Linked DNA regions of Mus musculus: region 2 is linked to region 1. The links are chromatin contacts, called in public HiChIP or PLAC-seq maps. All regions are on one chromosome and are shown on one strand. Each heading gives the region's core, a stretch centred on a gene start, on an enhancer-like site or on the middle of the called end of the contact. The rest is flanking DNA. Distances are from core to core; before and after follow the strand shown.

Evidence for each region. HiChIP or PLAC-seq counts read pairs in DNA pulled down with a chosen protein or histone mark.
Region 2: an H3K4me3 HiChIP or PLAC-seq map of the SCID.adh cell line shows a contact between it and region 1, with 11 read pairs. The contact joins the enhancer-like site here to the promoter of Snap23 in region 1. A contact is called at or near these places in 12 of 39 promoter capture datasets (the 3T3-L1 cell line, the C10 cell line, the HPC-7 cell line and 8 more), 2 of 484 Hi-C or Micro-C datasets (muscle stem cells and nephron progenitors), 5 of 115 datasets of contacts at active chromatin or transcription factors (the SCID.adh cell line, bone marrow-derived macrophages, embryonic stem cells and 2 more) and 3 of 9 other capture datasets (adipose tissue, liver and pancreatic islet).

The regions. Positions count from the first base shown.
Region 1 is chr2:120,562,890-120,570,122 of GRCm38.p6, forward strand. It overlaps Snap23 (synaptosomal-associated protein 23), which reads left to right and starts at 4,782. Exons shown (of 8, transcript NM_009222.3): 1 at 4,782-4,917. Zfp106 (zinc finger protein 106) reads right to left here and starts at 970. Exons shown (of 22, transcript NM_011743.3): 1 at 798-970.
Region 2 is chr2:120,711,331-120,718,044 of GRCm38.p6, forward strand. Stard9 (START domain containing 9) reads left to right here. Exons shown (of 33, transcript NM_001370940.1): 27 at 1,295-1,412; 28 at 1,520-1,641; 29 at 1,845-1,909; 30 at 2,035-2,237; 31 at 2,417-2,496; 32 at 2,675-2,833; 33 at 3,235-4,551. The coding sequence ends at 3,336. It overlaps Cdan1 (congenital dyserythropoietic anemia, type I (human)), which reads right to left. Exons shown (of 28, transcript NM_026891.2): 28 at 4,824-6,714. Among named protein-coding and RNA genes, the nearest start is that of Cdan1, 17 kb to the right of the region's middle. Within about 2 kb of position 4,016, at least 4 of the 459 cell types and tissues checked have an H3K27ac peak or open chromatin away from gene starts, as enhancers often do. A contact at or near this core is called in the SCID.adh cell line, where this site is marked.

The DNA.
Region 1 (7,233 bases), core at 3,532-6,031:
TACTTATCACACGCAAAGCAGATACTAAGTAACTCGTAGATGAATCTGATCATTCATTCTTTCGTTTTTTGGCGTTACACTTTTAAGATTCCCCCCTGTAGTTTTAGAACAGGATTTGGCTCTTAATCAGTCTGTGATTGGAATCACTTTAATATAAACCGATATGGTGGCTAGAACTGTAATCTGCTTCCAAGTTGGGGTAAAAAAACACACACACACACACAACACTGAAATCTGGAACTTCCCCAAAAAGATAGTTTACGTTACTTTCAAAGATGACTATACCTAACAGACTGAAACGGGAGGCGGTGCAATAATCTCCTCTCCACACTACGCACCAAAATCGTACTAAATATTAAATGGACACATACCGTTCCACTAGTTGCTACTACATTGCTAAGACGCATCCCACAAGTAGAGTCCTCAAAAGCAGGAAAAAGAGGCGACACTGTTAGTCTCGGAAGGCTAGAGATGGCCCTGGCCTGAAACCTACAGCTTTTAAACTAAGGCTGAGATTCCTCCTAGACTAGACCCCATGCCGACAGAGGTCAGGGCCTGCCCCAAAGGTCAAAAACCTGGAGCCACGCGTCCAGTCTGGGTTGCGAACAGAATCGGATTGCCCTTGCTGGAATCTGTGCCCAGAAGCCAGACGCACCGCTCGCCAATAAACCCTAAACCCACACAGGTCAGAAGGGGCATCGTAGCGTGGTCGCATGCAGGCGCAGCTCCACCACCTGTCCAGGGGGCAGACCCTCGGGCTCCGATACGCCCAACCAGGCCGCATCCTCCTTACTCACACTCACAGCCCGACCTTCCTACGCCATCTGGCCGCCGAGGACCCGGCGAGGGAGCTCCCAGACGCCCCCTTAGCCTCCGGTCCGGCGGCGGCCCGGGACCCGCTCCCCGCCGGGCACTGACGCCGCCGCCGCCGCCGCTACTACCACCATCGCGCAAGCGCGCAGGCGCACGCAACTCAGCACGCTCCCTCTCCCCTCCCACTCCATCCGCCCTTTTCAACCATCTAGCTTTATTTGAACATAAGAAGTGAACAACGGACACCAGACAAGTGGCCTTACTCAAAAAGGATGAAGAGCCCAGATAGGTCTTTTGCACAAACCAATTGGCTGCACCTTCTTTTTCTTGGTTTGTTTGTTTGTTTGTTTGTTTTCCCCATTTTCCAAGCTCTTTCTGGACTTCCCCTACTTTCTAAGCCCTCCACCATAAGCTGTGGCAGTGTCTTGACTACATTTCAAAACTATTCCTTCCTTGTGAAACTTTGGAACAGATAGATTCCAAGTTAGGCATGGTAGCTCACCTCTGCTTCTGGAGGTTGAGAGCAGAGTGTAACGGGAGTTCAAGGCTAGGCAAAGCTGTTACATAGTTCCTGGGCTACAATGTGATACTGTTTCAACAAAGGACAGAACTCAATTTAAATCTTAGCCTAGCCAGGCAGTGATGGCGCACACCTTTAACCCCAGCACTTGGGAGGCAGAGGCAGGCAGATTTCTGAGTTCTAGGCCAGCCTGGTCTACAGAATGAGTTCCAGGACAGCCAGGGCTACACAGAGAAACCCTTTGTCGAAAAACCTAAATAAATAAATAAATACGTTAAAGCCTCAAATCAAAATAAACAGCTACCTTCATTTATGTGTAAATCCAGATTCCTTCTAAAGGTTTAGGGAATTCTTCCAATTGTGTATTTGTGACATCACAAGTCCTTAAAGCATTTAAGGTCTGCTAGGCTGCTTTTTCTACTTCCCCTTTAAGGGAGATTACATACAGAAGTGCTTTGCTCTAAGTTCAGAGACATAGTTCAAGAAATGCCAATATAAGTGAGGACCAAAATAACCATAGACCAGGATTTCACAACATTGACAGGTTTTTGTTTTTGTTTTTGCTTTGCTTTGCTTTGTTTTGTTTGTTTGTTTGTTTGTTTGTTTGTTTTTCGAGACAGGGTTTCTCTGTGTAGCCCTGGCTATCCTGGATCTCACTTTGTAGACCAGGCTGGCCTTGAACTCAGAAATCCGCCTTCCTCTGCCTCCCAAGTGCTGGGATTAAAGGCACGCGCCACCATGCCAGGCAACATTTACAGTTTGAAGCAGATAACTGTTACCAGTTGCTGTCTAGTGCATTCTAAGATAATGTTCCCCCAACTCTCTAGACCCTGCCCAGTGTCCCCCTGGAGGGCAAAAAATGTCCCTAATTGAGAACTACAGTATTACATCCATAATTATCCCAATCCTTTTTTTTTCTTTCCATTTTTTATTAGGTATTTAGCTCATTTACATTTCCAATGCTATACCAAAAGTCCCCCATACCCACCCACCCCCATTCCCCTACCCGCCCACTCCCCCTTTTTGGCCCTGGCGTTCCCCTGTTCTGGGGCATATAAAGTTTGTGTGTCCAATGGGCCTCTCTTTCCAGTGATGGCCGACTAGGCCATCTTTTGATACATATGCAATTATCCCAATCCTAACTGTATTCAGCCATATATTTTCTCTCTCCCTGCCCTCAAGAAATGATTTAAGAAAGACTAACAAAACAAACTTCTGAGTTCATTGCTACAGGCCTTAATAGTGCTTATCTCTGTCTATCACATTCTACAACACCCCAACGCTTCTCAATTTCCTTAAAGTTGCAGCCACTTTTCTAATCAGCAAAGGGTCCGTTTCTGACTTCCCAGAAAAGTTAACTTCCTGTTTCTAAACATACAGGCTTACAAATAAATTTTGTCATTATCATTGAGAATACTCCTCCTTCCCCCAACTCTGTGAGGGTTAGTCTCTCTTCCATGAATGTTCCTTTCTGCTTAGTGTCTTGGGTTTTATATATATGTATATCTATGTATTTGTGTGTGTGTGTATGGCAACATGCTTCACCCAGTGCTCATATAGAGAAGTCAGAGGACCTGCAACTATATGGAATCAAAATTAGGGATCAAAATCAACGAGGCCCTTAGGCTTGAGAACTAGTGCTTTATTTGCTGAGCCTTCTTGGCAGCCTCAGCCCTCTCGGCTTTATTGTTTGAGGCAGGGTCTCTGGTTGCTAATGTTAACCTCAACATCACTATATTGTCATAGTCGGTGATGATTTTGTATTTCTAATCTGCCTCTCCACCTCCTGATGCTGAGATTATGGGTTTTAACCACTATCTAAACCTCCTATCAGTATTGATTTTTTTTATTATATTTTATTTGTATGGGTATTTAGCCTGCATGATTGTCTGTGTACCATCCTTGTATATGTGCCTGTGGAAGCCAGAGGAAGGTTTGGATCCCCTGGAACTGGAATTACAGATAGTCGTGAGCTACCTACCAGGTGGGTGTTGGAAACTGAGTTTATGTCCTGTGGAAGAACAGCTACCTTTCCAGCCCATAATTTTATTTATTTACTTTTGAGACAAAGAATTACTTTGTAAACTGGGCTGGCTTCAAACTCACAAAGATCCCCTTTGGTGCCAGGATTGTCGGTGTACACCACCAACTCTCATCTGAGGTTTGACTACTGAAGCTCTAACCCAATCACGATCTTTACTCAACCTCACCCTTGATTTTTTTTTTAATTCAACTGTTTCTCTCATCTGGGTTTTTTTTTTTCCTCCTGTCTTCATCCTAACAAAATAAAAACGAATAAGATACATTATTCTTCCTTTTCCTCTGACAAAAGCCAAAGTTTCCAAAAGCATTTTATAATGTCCCCATGTCTCTCTCTTCTCCAAACTATTGCAATGTCTGTCAACTATCACCAATCCCTTGGTATTAAATTCAAATGATATTTCTCAGACTTCTTCTATCTCTTAAGAAGAGGCTATTTCTATGAAATAGTTTTTATTCCCTATATTGCCAGCTTTTTATTTATTTATATATATTTTTATTTATATATTATTTATTTGTTTTGCTTTACTCTTAGAGATGCTTGGAAGAATTTTTGGGGCAAGTTGTTTAAAATCCTTCAGTAACTCAATGGGTATAAAACGAATCCTAGGTTTATTATTCCAAATTTTACAAGACCTTTAAAGATCTAGCTTGATCCTCAGCCCTGATGGCGGTGGTCTCGGGGCTAAAAGGGCTCTTCCATTCTCCCCCCCAACCCAGTGATAGACTGTACTCTGAAATAGGATCTCACTAAGTTATCAGTTTGGCTTTACATTCCAGAGGTCAAGTGATCCTCCAGCCTCAGTTTCTGATAGCCTGAGGATTACACAATGTGAGCTACCACGTCTTCACATTTTCTTTTGTCTCAGAAAGCGAACTCTTAAACTTCTAACAAGAAACTTCCAGAAGGCGCTGCGTTGTTGTTGTTGTTCCCACTGCCTGGAAAACTCTTTATCTCGTAGACTTCCGAAGTACTCCTACTTATCATATCCTTCGTGACTTTAAGAGTAACTTCCTGTGTCAATCCTTCAGACATTCCTCAAAATAAATGTTTTGTTCATTGTTGGCCAAAGCTGCTTCGGAATTCCTGTGACCGTATTCTGTTAACTGAAAGGTATTTACGCATCTATTTCCCTGGTTTAAACGGGCCAAAACACCCTGTAGACTTTGGCAGTCGCGAGTTTTTCCTAGTCTTTCAAACACTAAAGCGTCCCGTGCAAGGCTGCCTTCAGGGATGATAGTTGGAAGAACTCCTCCCGGGGAGAATCTGTAGGGTTAACGGGTGACTTCCCAGGATCTCCGCCTGCGTGGCAGGAGATTTAACACCCTCTCCGCGGCGATTGGCTCCAGTGGTAGAGGTGTGTCTGCCCCGCGGCGCCCTGCGACTGCGCAGGCGCACAAGTCCTCCGGGCGCATGCGCGCGAGGGAGCGCGCACCCTGTCCGATCTTCTAGAGTCCGAGAACTGTGGAGGCTGGAGAGGAGTGGCCGGAGCCGCCGGGTGAGGCTTCTGGAAAGTAGCTGAGGGAACTAGTCAGCGGGACAGGTAGGATGATATCCCAAGGAGAAAAAGGGTGGTGGTGGTGGTGGTCCAACGTTTTGGGGGTCGGACTTGAGGGGAGAAGAGAGCTCCGGCCAGTCCTTGGTGGATTGGGCCGAGAAGGAGATCGCCAGGCGTTGGCGACCAGCGCGAGCCCTCGCAGGAAGGGAGGCGCTATGGTGGTGCCCTGGACTTGGGTGGTTCGGCTCCTCGTCCCTCACCTTCAGCCTCACGATGTTTCTCGTTAGTATTAACAGACTGTCTGGCTGGTGGCCCTAATGAACACATAGTTCTGAAATGGTTGTTAGAAGAATGACCCCGAGGGTCCTGGCGTTGCAGGCTCCACTGTCTAGGAAATTCCCTGCTTATCTTGAGGCTTCCCCGTGGGAAAGCGCCAAGAATATGGTCAGTCAAAAGATGATTTTTTTTTTCCTCAATTCGGTTTGTGTGTGAGGAAAGTATTTTAAAGTACTGTTACACTTCTTTCCTTCGTCCTTAATCATTAGTCACTGCACTATTTGGAAAAGCAAACTGGCGGTAGAGGAAGCGAAAAACAACCGAGTTGAGGAAAAAGATCTTTCCTTTTTGCTGTTTGTCATTTGGGTAGGTTTGGGCTGGGGGCACGGATGGGATTGCAGAAGAGTTTAGAAACTGGCAGCTTTTGACAAGTGTTCTCAGAAAATAGTATAGTTTCTTACTTGAAGAAAATAAGTATCTTACTTGTGAAAATAGTATAGTTTCTTACTTGAAGATATTTTTTAAGGATCGAAATAACTTCATTTGCCCTGCTGCCTTTTAAGAGGGTTTTGAGATATCCTGGTAAAATGCTAGTAGTTCAGTCATAGCAAGGTAAAATAGATCCTTCTCACGTTCTTCTTTTTCTTGGAAAATACTATGCATAAATTCTGTGAGGCCCTGGGCAGTAGTGGTGCACACCTTTAGTCCCAGTACTTAGGAGACAGAGGCAGATGGATATCTGTGAGTTCGAGGTCAGTTTGGTCCAATGAGGCATTACTTGTTAAAGCATTTTTTTTTTAAAAGACATGATCTCACTATGTAGCTCAGGCTGGCCTGGAATTCAGAGATCTGCTTGCCTCAGTCTCTCAAGTGCTGAAATTAAAGGCATGCACACACACACACACACACACACACACACACACACACACACACACACACACACAAAGCTTAAGTCCTTTGAAGTTCAAATTTGTGAAAGCTGTTTCATGACAAAGTAAGAAAAGTTAGTATTTCTGTTACTGGCAAAGTTGATGCCCAAGGAATTCCCTGAGCACTTGTTATTTGTTCTTTTGGTGAGAGGTTATGCGAAAGAATACATTCAAGTAGATAATAGCAAATTGGAAACACTTTCTTACCATGCTTCTGGGACAGGCCATATTAAAGTAAGTTAAATGATTAAACTTTGCCTGTACCTTAAATAATTATCATTCTTAGCAGGACTTCTTGTTTCATTTTGCTTTTTAGGTGGCTTCTTGTTGGGGGTGGGGTCTCCTTTCTACATTGTAGCAACCATAAAACCAAGTGAGACTGGGCCAGAATTGGGAGTGGGTAGCTGGAGTCCCAGGTGAGTATCTAGTGACACCCTGTCCTCTGTCAACAGGCCCCAATCCTGAGAGTCTTTTGTGAGTAATTCCAGTTGTTCTGATTAAGATGGTAATGCTTATTTATGCTCTGAGGACAGTGCTCCATAATCACATATTTAATACTTCTGAGACGGGGTTATATAAGCCAGCCTCAGCAACCTCATGAAACCTCATCTCAAAACAACAATTAAACAATAGACCTATATTAAATATATGTCTCCCAGTTAGTTCTCTCAACCTGGTGGTTGAGAGATCTGAGCTCTCAGCTATTGCTCAAGCTCCCTCTGCTTGCTTCTGTGCTCCTTGGCCATGATGGTCGGATAAATGGTTTCTTGTGTAAGTTGCCATGTTCATGGTCCTTTGTTCCAGGAATAGTAAAAATGAACTAAGATAGAAGCTGGTGCCGGGCGGTGGTAACGCACGCCTTTAATCCCAGCACTCGGGAGGCAGAGGCTGGCAGATTTCTGAGTTCGAGGCCAGCCTGGTCTACAGGGTGAGTTCCAGGACAGCCAGGACTACACAGAGAAACCCTGTCTCGAAAAAAAAAAAAAAAACAAACAAAAAAAGATAGAAGCTGGTACTGTTTAGACCAGGACAAAATGAATATATATATATATATATATATATATATATATATATACACACACACACACACACACACATACATACATACATACATACATACACATACATATAAACCATATTGAACACTGTTCTAGGC
Region 2 (6,714 bases), core at 2,766-5,265, 150 kb after region 1:
ATCTAGCGGTTGCTCAGTTCCACAAAGAAAACAGGCAAAGAGAGCAAATCTTCCATCTTCCAATGTCCTTATGTAGGTGTGGCTCGGATTAAAGGTGTGTGCCTGGATCTGGGACTTGCTTTGTCCCAGATGACCTTGAACTCAGAGATCTACCTGCCTTAATCTGGGATTCATAGCCACTATGCCTCAAGATCTCATGCCAAGGTCCAGGTCAGATACTTGTATCTCCCAGCCTCCAGATTAGGATCACTGGAGTGCCTCCAATTCTAGATTGTAGTTCATTCTACATATAGTCAAGTTGACAACCAGGAGTAGCCACTACACCCCTCCAGTGATGGTCTCCTTCCTGCTGCCACCATGGTACAGGTGTCTTCTCACATACTGACCCTGGGGTTTACCCATTTTTTAGAGGGCCTGTATAAGTTATTTCTCTGCTGGAGAAATGAGCCAATTTTAGGTTAGGCAGATTAGAGTATATATAAAGGCAGGTTTATTGGGAAACTACTCTTTGGCACACGCTTGCTGAGAAAGAAGAGAGAAGGGTAGGTGGGAGAGACCAAAATGTCTAGACTGACTATATAGGGAAGAACTTCTGAGAGAAGGGCAGCCCAGCCCCTGGGCTTGAAAGTTCAGAGTAGAGGGTAGGGTATGCCAGGTAAGAAGTGAGGGATGCTGGGAGAACCTGGAGGCCAGGTCTGCTTTAGTGTGTAAAATATGTACCTCAGCCCCTTGTCCCAGGTCTGAAACCCAACAGGCCCCATGCCCAGGTACTGGCTATCCTCACTGCTGTGGCCTCTGATCTGCAGTGAAGGTTTTCTAGCTGCTATCTATTGCTGTAACCTCTTGACTTTTAGTTACCGTTCTGTTGCTATGAAGAGAGACACCATGACCAAGGCAACTCTTACAAGAGCAAGCATTTAATTGTGAGGGTTTTCTTACAGTTTCAGGAGCTAAGTCCATTATCATCATGGCAGAGAGCATGGCAGCAGGCCAACATGGTGCTGGAAAAGTAACTGGGAACTATAGTTTGATCTGAAAAGAGTAACACTGGACCTGGCATCAAGCCCATCCCCAGTGGCATACTTCCTGCAACAGGGCCACACCTCCTAATTCTTTCAAATACTGTCACTCCATGGTGACCAGCAGTATCACCCTGGATGAGCCTAAAGGCTTGAAGGCGCTGGGGGCCATACTTATTCAAACCATCATAGTATCCAACATCCTGAAGTGGAATTGCAATTTGGAATAGTGGAAAGCATTCTGGGTCCTGCTCTGAGTATCCTCTGTTCTGCAGGGGGACTCTCAAGTGCCAGATTCCCAAGACACTTGGATAGGGGACTGGCAGGACCAGTCCACAGTGAGGAACAGTTACCTCTATCTGACTGGGTCTTCTTGGAAGAGCTTAGCCCACAGTGAGTATAAAGCTCAGGGAATGATGTCTGCAGGATTTACTGGCCCTGTATCACTGTCCCACCACCCTGGCGTTCAGGTCATTGCAGAACCTTCATCTCTGTTGTAGGCCGCAGAGCCTCGATGGGCAGTGGCTGCTGCTCTGCCTCCAGCCTATCCAGCTTAGGGGCCTGCTTCTCCTTCCCCTACCAGGACTTGGCCAAACACATTGTCAGCACATCAATGGCTGATGTGAGTCTCTGGATCTATTCATTCCTCCCTCCTCCTGTTGCTATAGCTGGACTTACATTGGTTGGGGAGGGAGACAAAAGGAGTTGGGCAGATTAGGGCCACCAAGGCACTGAGGCTTCAGGAACTCTTTGACAAGTGGGCATTTAGTAAATGTTAGCCATACTGATGAACCTAGAGGCCTCGCGTCTACCCTCTGCCCCCAGGTAATGGCTGCTTGTTCGGATAATCTCCACAACCTCTTCATCCGCCAGGCGACAGATGGCTGGAAGTAAGTTATTTTGCCGCCATGCTTTGGTCCTTCTGCATTATTCCCCTCCTCTCTGCTCGGCTCCCTGGCACACCCCATGCTAGCAAATTCTTTTCTGACTGTTTCTTGCCTCTGGTGTCCCCAAGCTATCAGGGTGAGGAGCAAGAGGTACAGCTTTACTACAAGGAATTCTCTTCCACTCGACATGGGTTCTTGGGTGCAAGTGTGGTGTCCCAGCCACTCTCTCAAGTCTGGGCAGCTGTGAGTGATCCCACTTTGTGGCCTCTGTATCACAAGCCCATCCAGACAGCAAGGCTACATCAGCGGGTGACCAACAGCATCAGCCTGGGTGAGTCTAAGGGCTTGAAAGCTTCCAAAGGCCTGGCAGGGAGTCAAGAGGTAGAAGGTCAAAGCAGCACTGTTGGGAACTCTAGACTTCTCAGCAAGACCACTAGGGATCCAGTTATGGAGTAAAGCAGGGGCTTCTTAACACTGAAGAACTAGGATTCAATCTGTCTGTCTTTCTAGTGTACTTGGTGTGCAATACCACACTGTGTGAGCTGAAGCAACTGCGAGATTTCTGCTGTGTCTGCGTGGAAGCCAAAGAGGTGCCCATGTTGGGGTGGTAAAATGTTATGGGATGAACTTAGGCTAAAGTGCTGTGAGGTGCAATTAGTGGGGTGGCTTGAGTGCTGAAGGTATTACCTCTGATCACCCTAACTATACTCAAACCTGTCCGTGTTTTGTCATTACACAGGCAGGACTCACATGTATCTCTGTCCCTAGGGGTGCCTATCAATCATGGCAGCTCAGTCTGTGTATGATGCATCCATGCCAAGACCTAGCAGAAAAATGGTCCGAGGAGAGATCCTGCCCAGTGCTTGGGTCCTGCAGCCTGTCATCATAGAGGGGAAAGAAATAACCAGAGTCATCTCCCTTGTCCAGGTGACACAGCACTACATCGTCTCATGGCACACCTTGGGATATTTCTCTCCAGTTGCATAGAATCCAAGAATCCACAGTTGTCATGCCATTTGGTCAGAGTGGGCTAATAGTAAGGGGAATCAGAGAGGGAGGAATAAGCAAGTTGAGTCTTTGTGAAGCTCCCAGCACCAGAGATTGACCGACTTATATCCTGTGGCGAGCCACAGTGTCCTTAGGAAATAGATGGACTATTGAAGCTGAAAGCAGCAGCAGACCAGAATCCTCACTTACCTTCTTGTATGGCTCTCCATTCTCAGGCCAACTCCAACTTCATCACCGGGAGGGGAAAGCTAGTACTCAGATCTAAATGCTCAGGCTGCTCCAGGCTTGTTTGTATCTTCAGTTCTTCCTTCTGCTTTCAGGTGGAGCTGGGTGCACCAGGCTTCCCTCCCCATCTTCTCAACTCCTGTATCAAACAGCAGCCATTGGTTGTGGCCAAGCTGGCATCTTTCCTTCGTAGTTAGCATTGGGCCACGGAGACAGCAATGCTGAGATGTAGGCCCAGGACAACTGAGACTCTACAGCTGCTTCTAGACCCTGAGGCAAGAAGAGTCCAGGCTGCCTGCTATACAGATGGTATAGCCAACTATACAGATGGCACCAGCCCAGGGTTGCCAGTAAAACCAGTACTTAGTTACCTCTGAAGAGTGAACAACCTGAAGCTCCTGTCCAAAGCATGAAATCAACTCACCCTCAGGATTTCTCACCGTCATTTCCTGCCTCTGGGACTCAATGGCACACCACGTGTTCAAAGACTAGAAGAAGCACGGTCTGGAGAGCTGGAGACTACAGTGCTTTGGCAAGGTGCCTCCTTTGCAGGCAGGCACTGGCCAAGGGTGCTCTGGATCTGCCTCCAAAATTTAGCTCCATTGTGTGATGGAGTGGCAGAAAGGACCAAAGCATATAGTTTAAAGAGTCATCTATCTGTACCAACCAGATTCTGACTCCGAATTCTCTCTCATTGAACATTTACAAACATTTTCTCTTCACATTACTCTCCCCACTCTGTGTGTCACTGTGTAGGCAGTACAGTGGGAGACAACTGAAGAAACAGACAGGGTGTGGGGCCTGAAGACCAATAGGTAGGGACAGCCACATGCTGCTTGCAAACAAGGTAAGAGGGATTTCAAGTCTTAGAGAGGATTAAGTTTAGCACAGGCCTTGACCTTGTACTAACATACCTCAGGTTCCCAAATGCTGGGATTATAGACCTCCCACACCCAGTACCTACTTCTTTGTATATTAGTAGGGTGTTGTGGCACATAGCTCTGGTAGTAGAAGCAGGAAGACCAGAAGATCATCCACAGATGGCCAGCCTGACACATTAGACCCTGTCTTAATGTCTTAAGCTCAGTACTTTGAAAGATGCTCAATAGTTATTTTTGTTACTTAACTGTTTTAATATGATAGAAAAAGGGTGGTTTTTTGTTTTGTTGTTGTTGTTTTGTTTGTTTGTTTTTTGTTTTTGTTTTGGATCTTGGCCTGGTTGAACACTCTGAAGATTTTCCATGTTGATTCAGAAATGGTAGGGATAAGAAATTCCCTTTTTTCCTGTCACTCCAAATCTTTGATGGAAGAAGGTTCTTTTAGGATTTAAGACTGGTTAAAGAGTAAATTTCTTTAGATTTTCTATTCTTTTCTATTGCAAATTGAATGTTTTAAAATTTGCTTTGGATTTATCTTTATGGTAGTTTTTGGCAATATTTGATAATGCAGTGTTACACATATGCCTACCAATTTCCTCCCTGCCCCCTTCCTTTTTGTGTGTTTTTTGAGTCAGGATCTCACTCTGTAGCTTTCCAAGTCCTACACTAAGGCCAGGAGCTACCATGCCCAGTTTCTACCTCTTTTCATTAAGTGCTTTACTGAGACTATTAGCCAAAAAAAAAAAAAAAAAAAAAAAGTCAAAATATTACTCGTAAAAAATAAAAAAGCCAGGTAGTGGTGGGGCACACACACATTTAATCGGCACTCAGGAGGCAGAGGCAGGCAGATTTCTAAGTTTGAGGCCAACCAGGTCTACACAGTGAGTTCCTAGGTAGCCAGGGCAACACGGAGAAACCTGTCTCGAAAAACAGTAAACAAATAGAATGTGCCATTGAAGGTGATAATGGCAGTGTTTACAGTTCAGGGTTGAGATTCTACATTCATCGGCTAGTGTATGAGCTCAGCTACTGTAGGAATCTGACAGCACAGGGTGAACGGCCCCTCCTGAGACCCGAGTCAGCAATCTGAAGCACACAGTCAACTCTCTAGAGCTTCATCTTCCACATCTGTACATTTAACCATAGATCAAAAGATATTCAAGCAAAGTTTCTTGTCATAATTATTTACATATAGTTACATTAATTAAATCATTTCTGGATAACATATTAAAGGATACAGAAGGGGAAAAAAGGAAAACCCAAGAATGTGTATAAAAGGATAAATGTAGTTATAACACTATGCCATTATATATTAAGATGGTTGACCACCATGCATTTCCATATTTGTGGGCCTGCACTGATCCTAGAGAGTATAGGTATCACCGAGGCTGGGTCTGTTCCTGTCCAGGCATGGAGAGCTCTGTAGAAAGTCCCAGGTGCCTCGAGGCCAGTGGTCCGCAAAACACACAATACAAATACCACTATTACCCAGAGGCTGCTTTTGGTAAGAAAGAAGTTCTGAGGTAAATCAATCAGCCATTCCAGTCCCTACAATACAAATATTATTAAAAAAAAAAAAAAAAAAAAAAAGAGTACTTGGTACAGAATGGAGAATAACTAGTTCTCTACTTGAGTTACCTGCCTGCCTTTACAATCAGTTGTTGGAGCAAGCTGTTCTAAGTGCACCTTAAGACAGGCTCGCTTCATGGCTGAGTCCTTCAGTCAGAACAGTTTTCTGAGCTTCAGGCTTTTGGCCTGCTGCTCACCTTTACCAGGACTCAGCTTTCTGATACTTCTAGGCAAAGAAAGAGAAAAACCATGACTATCCACTGTGCTTGGAGCACTTGCCTCACATGTGAGGCCCTACCTAGGTTTGATAACCAGTACTGACAGAAACCAGCAGTTTGCCATTAACATGTGTGAGGCCCTATCCTAGACTTGGAAAAGGAGTTAAGGAAGAAGAGGCACACACCAGAGGGTTAGTAGCACTGGGGTGTAAGTTTAGAGAAGCTTAACTTAGGTCAAAACCCTTTTTGCCAGCTGCAAAGTTTTCCCCTAAGATTTTGCAGTTGACTTCGAGTTACCATTGAGCACCTCTGATACTTCCACTAAAGTCTGAGTCTTACCTCCAAAACAAACAACAGTTGTCAGGGATAAAGCACATTATCAAAATACTATCTTTGGGCACATGGTGGCACATGCCTTTAACCCCAGAACTTGGGAGGTAGAGGCAGGCAGATCTCTATGAGTCTAAGGCAATCCTGGTCTACAGAGTGAGTTCTAGGACAGCCAGAGCTACAAAGAGAAACCATGTCTTGAAAAGGAAAACAAAAACCCTTAAAATCAGCTGGTTACAGGGGCTGTCAAAATAGCTTAGGGCTAAGCCCAAATGACCTGAATTTGAGCCCTGGGATCCACATGGTGAAAGAACTGACTCCCAACAAGTTGTTCTTCAACTTCCAGAAGTGTGCTATAGCACTTGAGTGCAGTCACACTGAGTATAATAAAAAATTTAAAAATCACCTCATTTATAGAAATGAGGTCTTGCTAACTATAACCCAGAAGGCTGCTTTTGGTCAGAAGGAAGTTCTGAGGTAAATCAGACATCCCAGGGCCTACAATACAAATACCACCACAGCCACCTGCCATGTGGGTCAGCATAGACAGCAGGGAGTACATGGATAGTGGATGATGCTA